3 separate regions of the Pan troglodytes genome follow, and all the other regions are linked to region 2. The links are chromatin contacts, called in public HiChIP or PLAC-seq maps. All regions are on one chromosome and are shown on one strand. Each heading gives the region's core, a stretch centred on a gene start, on an enhancer-like site or on the middle of the called end of the contact. The rest is flanking DNA. Distances are from core to core; before and after follow the strand shown. Region 1 holds the start of TPD52L2 (TPD52 like 2). Region 2 holds the start of PTK6 (protein tyrosine kinase 6). Region 3 holds the start of PRPF6 (pre-mRNA processing factor 6).

Region 1 (4,354 bases), core at 1,791-4,290, 330 kb after region 2:
TGCTGGGCTGGAACCACCCCGGCTTCGGCAGCAGCACTGGCGTGCCCTTCCCTCAGCACGACGCCAACGCCATGGACGTGGTGGTCAAGTACGCACTGCACCGCCTGCACTTCCCGCCCGCGCACCTGGTGGTCTACGGCTGGTCTGTTGGCGGCTTCACGGCCACCTGGGCCACCATGACCTACCCGGAGCTGGGTGCACTGGTGCTGGACGCCACCTTCGACGACCTTGTGCCGCTGGCGCTGAAGGTCATGCCCCACAGTTGGAAGGGGCTGGTGGTGCGCACCGTGCGCGAGCACTTCAACCTCAACGTGGCCGAGCAGCTGTGCTGCTACCCGGGGCCGGTGCTGCTGCTTCGACGCACGCAGGATGACGTGGTCAGCACTTCGGGCCGCCTGCGCCCCCTGTCACCTGGCGACGTGGAGGGCAACCGGGGCAATGAGCTGCTGCTGCGCCTGCTGGAGCACCGCTACCCCGTCGTGATGGCGCGAGAGGGCCGCGCCATCGTCACCCGCTGGCTGCGCGCTGGCAGCTTGGCGCAGGAGGCCGCCTTCTATGCACGCTACCGCGTGGACGAGGACTGGTGCCTGGCGCTGCTGCGCTCCTACCGTGCACGCTGCGAAGAGGAGCTGGAGGGCGAGGAGGCCCTGGGGCTACACGGACCCGCCTTCCCATGGCTGGTGGGCCAGGGCCTGAGCTCGCGGCGGCGCCGGCGCCTCGCACTGTTCCTGGCTCGGAAGCACCTCAAGAACGTGGAGGCGACTCACTTCAGCCCTCTGGAGCCTGAGGAGTTTCAGTTGCCCTGGCGGCTGTAACCTATATGCCCCAGTGGGGGATCACGCACTTGAACTCCTGGCCTTCTTGGTTCACCTTCCCATACCCCCAACCATTGCAGGGGGCCGGCGCCGACGGGGGTGGGGGGCGGGGCGCGGGGTGCTCCTGATCTGCTGTCTGGGGGACAGTAGGCAGAACACGGGGACTTGGTGCTCTCCTTCCTTCACAGGGGCGTTCTGACCGTCCTCCCATTCTTCCTTGCTCTGTCCCCTCCTTTCTCTCTTCCTCCTACAAATACTTTTGGCTGCCCCCACCCAGCTCCTAAGGGAATGAAAGGTTAACCTGACCCGGTTTATGGCAATACTGTGTGATGGGTGCCTTGATCACCACAAAAGGATGATGGGAACGGGGCTGTGGGGTCCCAGGGAGGAGCCCTTCACCTGGCCTGGGTTACAGGATGGCTCCTGGGAACACAATGCCAGCTGTGTGCTGAGAGTCTGTGCAAGCTGCTCCCGTGAAAAGGAGGACATTGGCATGGCAGGGCTGTGGGCAGGTCTTAGTGGCTGGACATTCCCAGGAGTTCGCACTGGCTATCATTCTGTAGGGCTCCCTCCCACCTCCAAACTCCTGGCTTCTACACCAGGGCATTCACAGACAGATTGCAGACTCACATGGTGGCATGTGAGGCTACAGATACACTTGCACAGGCCAGAGGATACTACTGCGCGTCCTCTGGAGCCAGGCCTGGGCTGGACTTTGTTCCTGGCTTAGGGATGCAACACAGAATGGGACAAGGCTCTGCTCACAATGGTCTGTAATGTCACATCTCTGTGGTCTGCCCTGAACTGCCTGAAGCAGGGACTATTGTCCCTACATGTCCCTAGTCCCTGGGCTGGCCTGGTTGGGTTGAGCAAGAATCTCTGGAAAGAATGAAAGGCAGCAAATGGAGAAAACATTACTGAGAGCACCAGAGCAGGATAAGGCCGTGGTGGTAAAGGACTCGGGCCTGTGCAAGAGTACCAGGAAGACACCTGTGGGAGGAGGTGGCCGGGTGAAGGAAGGGGCAGTGGGAGGAGCTTCCATGCCTAGGGACCAGTACCACCCCAGGCTGGAAGCCCAGAGTGGAGTCCTAGGACATCAGATCCTAAAGGGCTTGAATACCGTTTAAGGCTTTTCTTCCGGGAGCAAGTAGGCGCCAAAGAAGGGAAGTTGTGGGACTTGTTTTCATGGGGCCAGTTGCCTGGTGGTTACGCGCCTCTCCTCTGAAGTCAGGCATCCTGTTCCAGAGTATCCTGGTTGCGCTTCAACTTGCGGAGTGACCTGGGGTAAGTGACTTTAACCTCAGCTTCCTCATCTGTGGAGTGGGGAGGGCGCAGCGCTGGTCGCCCTGAACAGGAAGTGAGACAACCTCGGGGTGCACACGCGCAGGCCCGAGCCGCAGGGTCCACGCCCGAGGCGAGGCGGCAGCGGCGCCTGCAGGGCGAGGGGACGAATCGCGATCTTTTTCAGCGTAACCCGCATACAATAAAAAGTCCCCATGAAAAGGACAAACTAGCCAGGCGTGAGGGGCGGTGACTCACGCCTGTAATCCCAGCATTTTAGGAGGCCGAGGCGGGTGGATCACCTAAGGTCAGGAGTTCGAGACCAGCCTGGCCAACGTGGCGAAACCCCCGTCTCTACTAAAAATACGAAAATTAGCCGGACGTGTTGGCGCGCGCCTGTAATTCCAGCTACTCGGGAGGCTGAGGCTGGAGAATCGCTTGAACCCGGAGGGCAGAGATTGGAGTGAGCTGAGATCGCGCCATTGCACTCCAGCCTGGGCAACAAGAGTGAAACTCCGTCTCAAAAACAAACAAACAAAAAAGGACCAACTAAAAAAAGAATATAAATACAATAAATAACAGGACTTACGGGGGCAGGCTGACCCCTAAAGTAAGGGGTCGGGCTGGAAAGGATCTCAAGGGGTCAGAGTTTGAGCCGCCGAGGCGCGCGAGCCCCAGCACTCCTAGGCAGCTGCATCCGCCCCGGAAGATCCCCTGGGGCCCTGCGCTGGCTTTCCACAGCGCCATGTTGGACGGTCCTCCCACTTCCCACCTTCTCCGTCCTCCCGCTACTCTGACCGTTCTACCTGTGATTCTCGCTGGTGGAGTCAACCTGGAATGGATTCCCGCCGAACCACGCCTCCCTTTCCTGGTTCGCCCGCAGTTTCGGCCTATCAGGTTGAGTCGGGTAAATCAGGACGGGCCAAGCGACGCTCTCATTGGATATCACTCGTGGGGGCGGGAAGAAGGCGGAGCACGTGCCCGGGCGGAAGTAGCCGTCGCATCGCGGATTACGAAACGCCGCGGAGCTGAGGCAGTTCCGCTGGCTAGTGTGTACGCGGCGAGCTTCTCCCGGCGCCGCCCGCTCGGCTCCCATAGCGCCCGCGACAGCGGTCCGGACGCCGCCCGAACATGGACTCCGCCGGCCAAGGTACCTGCCGGGCCCGGCCCCTTCGCCGCAGATGGGCCCAGGCTGCCCGTTGTTCTCCGTCTCCCGGGGTCGCGTCTGCGACTCTCTGTCCTCTCGGGTCTCTGTTCACCCACCCCGCGGCCCCTCTTCAGCTCTCGGGCCACTGACCTCGAAGCTTATGATGGTCGTGGTGTGTGTCTTTTGCCCGCGGCCCAGACCGCTTCCTGGGCTCTCTCCAGCCGCCCTCCTGGTCTCCCCTGGGACCGTTCCGAGGTGTGGTTCCCTGGCGCCCGCCGTTGCTCCCGTAGTTTGGGTTCTCTCGCTCCCAGCAGGTCTCGCTTATGCCGCCCACCCCGTGCCCTGCTCTTGCTTGCTCTGCCACCCCCCGGTCCCTGCGCGGGGCCCTCGGGTTCACGCTGTCTGGCCCTGGACCCAGTCCGAGGTGTTGAGGGCGGCTCCCGAGCAGAGAAGGGGTCTTCGCGTTCAGCAGAGCTCCCCTTGGGCAGCAACTCTGCTCGGAGCTCAGCCTGCTTAGGGGTTGCCTCATGGAGAGGGGGTGGAGTGAGTCAGGGGCACACCCAGCATACCAGGCCTGTTTCCAGAACAGTCGCCCCAGAGCAGTATGAGATGGCCACTGAGGGGCGTGGAGCGAGCCCAGGAGATTGAAATCTTGAGAAGATGATAAAAGTCTGCCTTCCATTTTGGGGCTCTAGAGAGGGATGCTAAATTTCTTTCTTTCTTTATTTTTTTGAGACGGAGTCTTGCTCTGACGCCAGGCTGGAGTGCAGTGGCGCGATCTCAGCTCATTGCAACCTCGACCTCCCGGGTTCAAGCGATTCTGCTGCCTCAGCCTCCTGAGTAGCTGGGACTACAGGCACGCGCCACCAGGCCCAGCTAATTTTTGTATTTTTAGTAGAGGCAGGGTTTCACCATGTTGCTCAGCATGGTCTCGATCTCTTGACCTTGTGATCCGCCCGCCTCAGCCTCCCAAAGTGCTGGGATTACAGGCGTGAGCCACTGTGCCCGGCTACATATTAAGCTTTATAATTCCTAGGTGCTGCATTATTCTGGAGGGTGTTTTTTGTTTTGTTTGTTTTTGTTTTTTTGAGATGGAGTCTCACTCTGTCGC
Region 2 (4,195 bases), core at 1,254-3,753:
CCGCCCCCCCCCCCACCTAGCCTCCCGCTCCCCTGCCTCACCTGGCCTCCCGCCCCCCCCTCACCTGGCCTCCCGCCCCCCCCCACCTAGCCTCCCGCTCCCCTGCCTCACCTGGCCTCCCGCCCCCCCCTCACCTGGCCTCCCGCCCCCCCCACCTAGCCTCCCGCTCCCCTGCCTCACCTGGCCTCCCAACCCCTCCTCTCCTGGCCTCCCGCCCCCCCCTCACCTGGTCTCCCGCCCCCCCCACCTGGCCTCCCGCCCCCCCCTCACCTGGCCTCCAGCCCCCCCCCACCTAGCCTCCTGCTCCCCCCCTCACCTGGCCTCCCGCCCCCCCCACCTGGCCTCCCGCCCCCCCCACCTGGCCTCCCTCCCCCTCCTCACCTGGCCTCCTCCCCACTCCTCACCTGGGCGAGTTCTCAGGCCTCAGGGTCTTTGCACCTGGGAGCTGACCAGCCTCCGGCCAGACCCCACCCCTGTACCCCTGCTCACTAACGAGGTCGTGGGCCTGCACGTGACCCTGCTAACGAGGTCGTGGGTCTGCACATAATAGAGGGGTCTCCACCACGGGCCCCTGCCCAACGGCCTCTTTACAGCCTCCCCTGCTTGTTGCTTGGGTCCCCCAGGAGCTAACCCTACACAGCCTGTGACTCACGCACACACACAGTGGGTGCCCAATCAATGATGAGAAACGCGGGATCTCAGGAGTGTGACCCTCCTCGGCCTGAGCTCCGGGCAGTCGTGGAAGCCAAGGCCAGGCCACACCAGCTGCTGTCTGGTTCCCCGCAGGGCACAGCAGGCAGGAAGTTTGCCCGGCAGCCGGCCCGCTCCCCTAACTAGGTCGTGTGTCTGGTTCCGGCACTTTGGAAACTGGGCAAGCTTCAAGCTTCGTTTCCCCCAAAGGCCCTGGAACGCTCGACAGACCTTGTCACTGGCCACCGGGCCCCAGAAGTCCACCCTGGACCCTCTGTCCTCCCTGGGTCCCGGCAATGCAGCGTCCACCCCCGAGCTGTGACAAGGATGAGCCCAAGGCAGGGGCCGTGCCCTCTGACCCCCATGCTCCAACTCCCGCAGGGACAGTCCTGGGCACTCCTGGGCGCCAGCGCATGGGGCCTGCAGGGAGGACCAAGCGGGATGCCCAGCCTGGACTTTGGGGTACAGGAAGATGGAACCGGGGTCCCCACCTTCTTGGGCCTCCCTGAGCAGCCCAGAGCCCTGTCCCTCCCCTGTGCCTAGAGGGTGGCCTGTGCCAAAGCTCCCAGCAGCCTAGGACACGCACGGTTCCGACTCCACCGTCTCCCTCTCGGCCAGGTAGTTGTGGGGCACATAGCCCTGGGCCACGGCCCTACCCGCCTCGTCCAGCAGCGTGGCCCACCACCACTGCTCCTCCTTCCTGGCCACATGGAAGACGTCCCCAGCGCGGAAGCTCAGCTCCTCGTCCGTCCGGGACTTGAAGTCCCAGAGGCCCACATACTTGGGGCCCAGGTGAGCCTGGTCCCGGGACACCATGGCAGGCGGGCGCAGCGGCAGGACCAGGCTATAGCCCAGCTGGAGCACCCAGAGCTGGGCGTGGCAGGCGGGCCGTCCCACTTCCTCATGACAGGCCGGGAAGCAGCCACACCCAGCACCCACAGGCGCTCGAGAGCACCCCGGCTCCTCCTGAGGGCCCAGCCGGCCCCACAAGTTCTCAGGCCCACTGGGGCCCATCCGAGCACTTAGCGCCCGAACTATGGGAACCCACTGGGGAAGCACCGCCAGGGCCGGCCTGAGCGCAGGAGAGGGGGAGGAGGACCCCCGGTTGGGGCTTCTCGGGGGTCCAACTTATGGACACTCAGGCACTCAGGGAAGCCAACGGCCCCCTGGGAACAAGCCTCGCAGCCTGAGGGCAGGAAGGTGAGGGCTGCAGGCGCTGCCTTCCCAACCGTCAGAGCTGCGGGGGCACAGGTGGGGGCCGCCTCTCTCCCCGCTTCCGGAAGCTTCCCCTCCACCCGTCGGTGCCCTCACCCAGCCCCAGACTCCACCCCTGAGCGCAGGGCCCAATGTCAGGAGCTGCTGTGGGCAGGCGTCCTGAGAGCGGCCTCATGGGCAGGCCCGCCCTCGGGTAAGGGCCAAGCAGGGAAGAGGGAGTGGAATCAGGGCAGCGACAGCTGTGTGGGTCAGCCCGGAGGACTTCCTGGAAGAGGAGGGCCCGAGGGTTTTGGGGGATCCCCGGGGAGGCAGAGCCAGGGGCACCCGCGGTTGAAGAAACGGGCACTGCCTTCCTCCACACGGACGCCAGGGGGCAGGCAAGGACCGTGAGTGCGGCCTGGAAGCGCCCACGGCGCTGGGGCCCAAGGCCACAGGTCCCTCCCAGGCAGCCCCTCCTGCCTGCAGCCTCTGCCTCCTCCTGCCCAGCCCGCAGGACCCCTGCCCCCTTCCAGCTGGCCTCCCTTCTCCCGACTCATGCCTGAGTGAGCCCTGCCGTGACCCCCACCTGCACCCGACGGCCACCTGCCCCCCAGCCCCTGAGACTCGGGACACCCCCTCCCTGAAGGCCCCTCCCCGCCCCACCCTCCCACTGACTCTACTGTGTCCACCCGGGAGCTCCAACCCAGGGACCTGGACTGGCAGCCACAAGGGGGCAGGAAGGGGTGGGAAGGGAAACTCAAAGTCTGCAAGGAGTGGTAGGGAAAGTCCCTAAACTGCGTATTTGAACTTTTATTTTTATTGCAAAGAGAAATAATGGCACCTTCCACTCATTGTTTTGAGATTAAGAACAATAATCTGGGTTATTTAACAGGTTCATAGATTTCTGGGCAGCCCAGCTCAGCACTGACCAAGGTGGGGAGGGGCAGCGGGGTGCCGGCCTGGGCAGTGTCCCTCTGGCCCTCCCAGCTCTGTCTGGGGTCGGTCGGGGAGGATGCAGGGGGAGGGGTGGGGGGTGGGGAATGCGGAAGGAGGGCGCCGGGGCATCTGGCCGGGCAGCGTCCCTCAGAGCCCACCAGCTCTGACACCGCCCCGGTGTACTCGAGCCTGGGACTCTGGGCCCGTGAGTCTATGTCCAGGAAGCCTCGAGTATCCCTGAGTTCGGACGTGCAGGACGTTCAGTCTAAGCCACACCAGGAGGCAGGAACGTCCCCGGCCCCTCCCAGATACCCAGGAGCACCAAACCTGTTCAGCTGGTGGCTGGCGAGATGCCTAGGAGGGCACAGGTGCCACAGACACACCTGGTTCCCTTAACCCCAGTGGCGGCTGCAGAAAGCACAGAGGGCGAGGCCGTCTGTGCCAGAGGAGCCCCCAGGCTGCTGTGCTGGGGACCTGCCAGAACCGGAAGCTCAGCTCAAGGCCTCAGTGGGCCCAGGTACCAGAGCCAGCCCCTCCCCTAGGTTCTCCCATGCAGATGGAGCTGGGCAGGTGGCCAGGGTCCCAAAGGCTCAGATAAAGCCTCTTGCCTCCACCATCTGCAGGGGTCCTGGTTCCTGCTGCTTCCCTCCGCTTGGCCTTGCTCCTTCTATGCACAGGCCCCAGGAAGCCCCTGCGCTGCCTCCGTTCTCGGAGCCTCCGAGTGGCCTCTTCCCTCCCCGGGGCCACCTGTCTCTGCACACGGGAGTCTCATCTCTTAGCTTCCTCCTGAGCCAGCCTTTGGCCGGGGCCTGTGGACGGCGGCCATCAGCACTTCGGCTCAGCAGGTACAGAGCTGACCCCAACTCTAGGGGACAAGGACTCAGTCAGGCCTGAACTTGTCTCCAAACTTTCCATCCCCGAAAGCCTTCTGGGCACAGCTGCCAACCTGGGCTCCCAGGAGGGTGGGGGGCAGGGTCTCCGGGGGCCACAAACAGACCCCGCCGGCCCCCTTGCTTCTTGACGTGTTTCACGAAGACCTGAGCAGAAGCTTCCCTGAGCCAGACGTGGGGAGACGAGGGCCGACCCTGCACATCCCTGCCCCCTCCTGCCTTGGTGACCCCCGAGGACTCACACCCAGAGGCTTTCTGAGCCACTTGCTGCCCAGCATACCATGGCATCTACCTCCGAGCCCCCAACCGACCCTGCCTGACCCTGCACAGGCAGAAGACTCCAAATCCCCCACGGCCCACCCTGAGGCCCCTGGAAATAGCCTCCAAGGGCAGCTCCCAGGTCACCAAGCCTCCCGGCCCACCCTTCCTGTGCCACCTGGAACCCGCCCAGGGAGATGGAATCGGCAGCTCCTGCCAATGCCCTT
Region 3 (4,432 bases), core at 1,343-3,842, 450 kb after region 2:
GAGCCTGTGGGGAGACAGAAGGTGGGCACAGGCCTGCCCCTGTCTTTATAGCACCCAGGCCTTCAGCAGGGCAGGTGAGGTTCCCACGCTAGGGCCCGCATCCCATCCACCCTAGAGTGAGAGACCCTCCCGGCCTCAGACTCAGCCACCCACTCCACACCCAGGGCAGGGGTTGGGGATGTGTCTAGGAGGTCTAAGTATCGGCGGAAACCACATCCTACTTCCCCGTCCTCCCACCCCTGTAAGACTTATGAGACATAACACCTTCCGCCCCCATTCTTGCAACTTTCAGGAACCGGACCCCTGGGTGACTCCAAATTTGAGGTCTGGGGTCAGCAGAGGGTGTGCTTAGTGGGCCACCGCCCCGAGGTGGCCCCTAGTGCTGTGGGAAAAGGCTTATTCTAAGCCCGCGCCCTCCAGCGGACAGGCGCCGTGGTGTCCGGGCTTTGCAGGGCCTCGAGCGGCGGGGCTGGTGCAGAAGCGCGCGGCAGTCCGGGGAAACCCGTCGGACTCCTCAGCCCGCACGGCACCTGCCCCGGCCAAGCAGGCTCCGCCCATTTCCTGCCTGCACTCCGGGAGGGAGTTCCGTCCGTCCCGCGGTCTGTCGGTCCGGTCCCTCCCGCCCCAACGTCAGGATTCCAGAAGGAAATGCGGCGGGGGCACCGAGGCGGGATGTGACCTCGGCCCCCTTTCGGCCCCACTGCAAAAGCGGGGGAGGGTTTTCCCCGCGCGCAGAAAAAGGTGACCCGAGCGTAGTCCCAGCCTGGACACAGGCGCCCCGGCTTGTCACCCCCTCACCCCAAACCAAGGGCGCGCTGACCCCCAAGGCCTGAGGCTGGCTGCCCCCTAAAGCAGGACAAAGGCTACGGGACCCCGTTGAGCCGGGACCTCCGCCGAATACCCCCAGCCACCGCCGCTCGAAGCCCGCCGGGTCCCGCCCCGCCCCCGTGCCTCTGGGTCCCTGAGACCCCCGCCCGAGAAATCCCCGCTCCCCAGTCCAGCCCCGCTCACCGTCCACATCCCGGCGCTCCCCGAAGCCCGCGCGCACGGCCCCGGCGCGGCCACGCGGGGGGCTCAGCTTGGACCTCAGCTCGGTGAACATGGGGCCCGCGGGTGCCAGGCCCGCGCACACGCCCCTCGCCGAGTGCAGGGCGGCCGGTGTGGCCGGCGGGGAACGCGCGCCGCCGCCCCGCCCCGCCCCAGCCGGCCCCGCGCCCGAGCCGGTCCCCGCGGCCCGCGAGTGTGCGCGGCGAGGCACCTGCCGCCGAGCCCTGTGTGCCGGGCGCGCTCCGGGAGCTCCGAGGTGTGTCGGCGGCGCGCGGGCCTGCGTGCGCCAAGGCTGTCCGCCAGGGCGAGGGGCGTCCGTGCGCCCCTGGGCACGGCTCCGCGGAGGAGAGTCCCCGTGCACCTGCCGGGCGTCCTCTGAGGTCGGGCCCCTCTGTGCGTGGGGGTGGGCTGAGGGGCATCTTACAGGGGCCTTCTACCTACCGGGGCCAGGACAAGGGGCAGGTCAACCCCTCCCACACACTTTCCTCGGTCTCCTACGTCTTTACTCGCCCTCAAATAGGCACCCGCTTCCCCGGAGAAACCAGCTTGACTCTTGCTTACCGCCCACCCCACTGTGAACATCAGGGTGGTTCTCCCTTCCCTCTGCAGCCCCAGAACCTGGCTCAGTGCCCGGGGGAGAGGGGGCGGTACAGTGCTCTGTAACTGAAAGGGGCTTGCCTGGAGATGGGGCAGAGGGGAACTCCAAGGAGGCTGTAGCAGGCCGGAGCGGTGTGTTTGCTCCAGGAGTCCAGTGAGAAGTGCTGAGATGGGGCTGGGCTAGGGAACTGTGGTTGCCTGGTGCAGCAGCAGGCCAGGCTTGCAACCAGCTATTCGGCTTGCTCTGCCCAGGAGCCTGGGTGCTCTCCCTGGGTGTATGTAGGGGCTCTGGAGGATGTCTTACAGCAGGAGGACCAGAGATGCACACAGACATGTAGAAATGCATGCACAGAGTACAGTCATGCACTTGCACCCAAAACACGAGCACACGTGACCTCTGTGCACACACCCCACTAATCACACACAGAGAATTCACCCACATGCTTGACAGCCATGTTCATGTACTGACGTGTTCCCGACAGCTCAGCTGCGGTTATTTATTTCGTCAATTAGCTCTCCAGGAGCTAAGGATGTGGCCCTCACCAGAATGTCCAAGGCATGTTGGCGGGCGTGGGTGGGGTCTCTAGTCCCACTGGAGGGACAGATGCCTGAATGGGGGTTCAAGAATATGAGTGCTAAAAGCGTAGGGCAGCAGTGTGCCCATAACCAGTACACACAAGCTCTACACAACTGGACAGGGTACAGCTCTGCTCGGACAGGGCGCACCAGGGGCGAGGGCGGGCAGCTGGGCTGGTTCAGAGGGAGGGGGCCATGGGTTCAGAGGGAGGGGACCATGGGTCCTACCCTCACAGACAGGTCTCGGGACTGCATCAGAGCACTCGGGAAGCAGCAATGCCCCAGGCTGTTTTTAGCCCCCAGGGGCCAGTTAGGGTCCCAGTGCAAGCTCGACCTAGCTTCTTCCGCCTCTCCACGAGGAGGCGCTCCCGCGCACGCGCCTGCCACGTTCCTGCCCCCTAGCCGCGGCCGGAAGTCGTCGAACCAGCACGTCGGGACTTCCGCCCAGGGAATCGAAAGTGGGCGGGGCGTGTGCGGACTGAGCGCTCTGCTTCCGGGGCGCGGGTGACGCGACGACGGCGACACTTTGCTACGGAGTGCATCGGACGTCGAAGCCTAGAGTCTCTGCGTCTTTCCCTCTTCCGCTCCTCATTCCTTTCCTTCCTAGCCTTGGTCGTCGCCGCCACCATGAACAAGAAGAAGAAACCGTTCCTAGGGATGCCCGCGCCACTCGGCTACGTGCCGGGGCTGGGCCGGGGGTGAGGCCTGGGGGCGGCGCGCGAGGGGCGGGGACCCGGCTACAGGAGCGCAGTGCGCGTGTTTGGGGGCGGGGGTCTATGGCCGCGCAGTCTGAAAGACGCTTGGTGGATCGGCTTAATCCCTGCAGGAAGCAACGGGCTTTGGGGTCAGGACATACATGTGTGTGCATCCTGCTTGCCGCCTAGATGTGACACATTGACTCTCAGCCCAGTGTTTTGGTCTGTAAGATGGGTAATGCTGTATGCGGTCTGCAGTGAGGAGTAGAGGAATCTGATGTTAGTGGAAACACGGGACCACCTTCCTCAGGTCGGGCTGACACCCCCCCCCGCCCGCCCGCCCCGCCTTAAGCGTGCCTGGGTCCTCTATGCCTGCAACACAGATGACCACCGTACGTTGCTGGATAAGTGAGCAGTCGTTATTATCCTATTTGGCTATTCATTTGATGAGGAACACTACTGGGTTTTTCTTGGTGGTGGTATTATATTAGAATCTGTGGGGCACACACAAGGCTCCGATATTGACAGCATCTTCAGAGGACCCGAAGCTCACTAAGGAGGATTTGGTATTACCATAAATAAGTACGTAAAGAGGACCAGATTTAGAACCCAATGCTTAATGGAGAGTAGCATTGGAGCCAAGTTTAGTAAGAGAGCTGGACTTAGGGCTGTAGAAACGGTGACGATAGAAGAGAAACTGACATTCTGCGTGTGGGAGTTCAAAAAAAGTGAGGCAAGGAGGAAGCCCAGGGAACAGGAGGGAGTCCAGTGTGAGTGGAATGTACAGCGAATAGAATAGAGCTCAGGAGGTTGGAGGGGCCTTGAGCGTCAGGCTAGAGCTCCTGGAGACGTTAGAAAGATCATGACCCTTCAGAATTATTATTATTATTATTATTATTATTATTTTTTTTTTTTGAGACAAAGTCTTGCTCTGTCGCCCAAGCTGGAGTGCAATGGCGCGATCTCAGCTCCCTGCAATCTCTGCCCCCCGGGTTCAAGCAGTTCTCTGCCTCAGCCTCCTGAGTAACTGGGATTATAGGTGCCCGCTACCACGCCCGGCTAATTTTTGTATTTTTAGTAGAGACAGGGTTTCACCATGTTGGCCAGGGGGGTCTTGAACTCCTGACCTCATGATCCACCCGCCTCTGTCTCCCAAAGTGCTGGGACTACAGGCGTGAGCCACCGCGCCCGGCCCAGAATTTTTTACTCAGAGCTGTGTGTTGGGAAGAATCATCTGGCAGAGCATGGGTTGAAGTAGAGGAAGGCTAAAGGCAGGGAGAGGTAACTTGGTTTCCAGCTGTGATGGGAGTCATAGTCTGGGAAGGAGGGATTTTGAAAGTGGATTCATTAGTACTTGGGGACAGACAGGATGGGGAAAGTGGGAGAGGGAGGCAAAAATTACATCATGGTCCCATGGCATCTGGGACAGCTGTTATCGGCTGAAACACCCCAGAGCAGCTGTAAGGTGGGCACAGACGAGCTCAGTGTGGACCAAGTTGGGTTTAAGGGCCTGGTTG

What was found. HiChIP or PLAC-seq counts read pairs in DNA pulled down with a chosen protein or histone mark.
Region 1: a contact with region 2 is called in an H3K4me3 HiChIP or PLAC-seq map of stem cell-derived excitatory neurons, with 16 times the contacts expected there. The contact joins the promoter of TPD52L2 here to the promoter of PTK6 in region 2. A contact is called at or near these places in 1 of 7 Hi-C or Micro-C datasets (stem cell-derived neural progenitor cells) and 1 of 1 datasets of contacts at active chromatin or transcription factors (stem cell-derived excitatory neurons).
Region 3: a contact with region 2 is called in an H3K4me3 HiChIP or PLAC-seq map of stem cell-derived excitatory neurons, with 11 times the contacts expected there. The contact joins the promoter of PRPF6 here to the promoter of PTK6 in region 2. A contact is called at or near these places in 1 of 7 Hi-C or Micro-C datasets (stem cell-derived neural progenitor cells) and 1 of 1 datasets of contacts at active chromatin or transcription factors (stem cell-derived excitatory neurons).

Annotation. Positions count from the first base shown.
Region 1 is chr21:70,203,596-70,207,949 of NHGRI_mPanTro3-v2.0_pri, forward strand. It overlaps TPD52L2 (TPD52 like 2), which reads left to right and starts at 3,041. Exons shown (of 6, transcript XM_009437664.3): 1 at 3,041-3,246. The coding sequence starts at 3,228. It overlaps ABHD16B (abhydrolase domain containing 16B), which reads left to right. Exons shown (of 1, transcript XM_003317058.6): 1 at 1-1,120. The coding sequence ends at 815.
Region 2 is chr21:69,873,893-69,878,087 of NHGRI_mPanTro3-v2.0_pri, forward strand. PTK6 (protein tyrosine kinase 6) reads right to left here and starts at 2,504. Exons shown (of 8, transcript XM_016938334.4): 1 at 1,277-2,504. The coding sequence starts at 1,704. SRMS (src-related kinase lacking C-terminal regulatory tyrosine and N-terminal myristylation sites) reads right to left here. Exons shown (of 8, transcript XM_024352155.2): 8 at 2,623-4,195.
Region 3 is chr21:70,325,055-70,329,486 of NHGRI_mPanTro3-v2.0_pri, forward strand. PRPF6 (pre-mRNA processing factor 6) reads left to right here and starts at 2,593. Exons shown (of 21, transcript XM_016938284.4): 1 at 2,593-2,918. The coding sequence starts at 2,848. It overlaps SAMD10 (sterile alpha motif domain containing 10), which reads right to left and starts at 1,271. Exons shown (of 5, transcript NM_001251908.1): 1 at 1,012-1,271. The coding sequence starts at 1,102.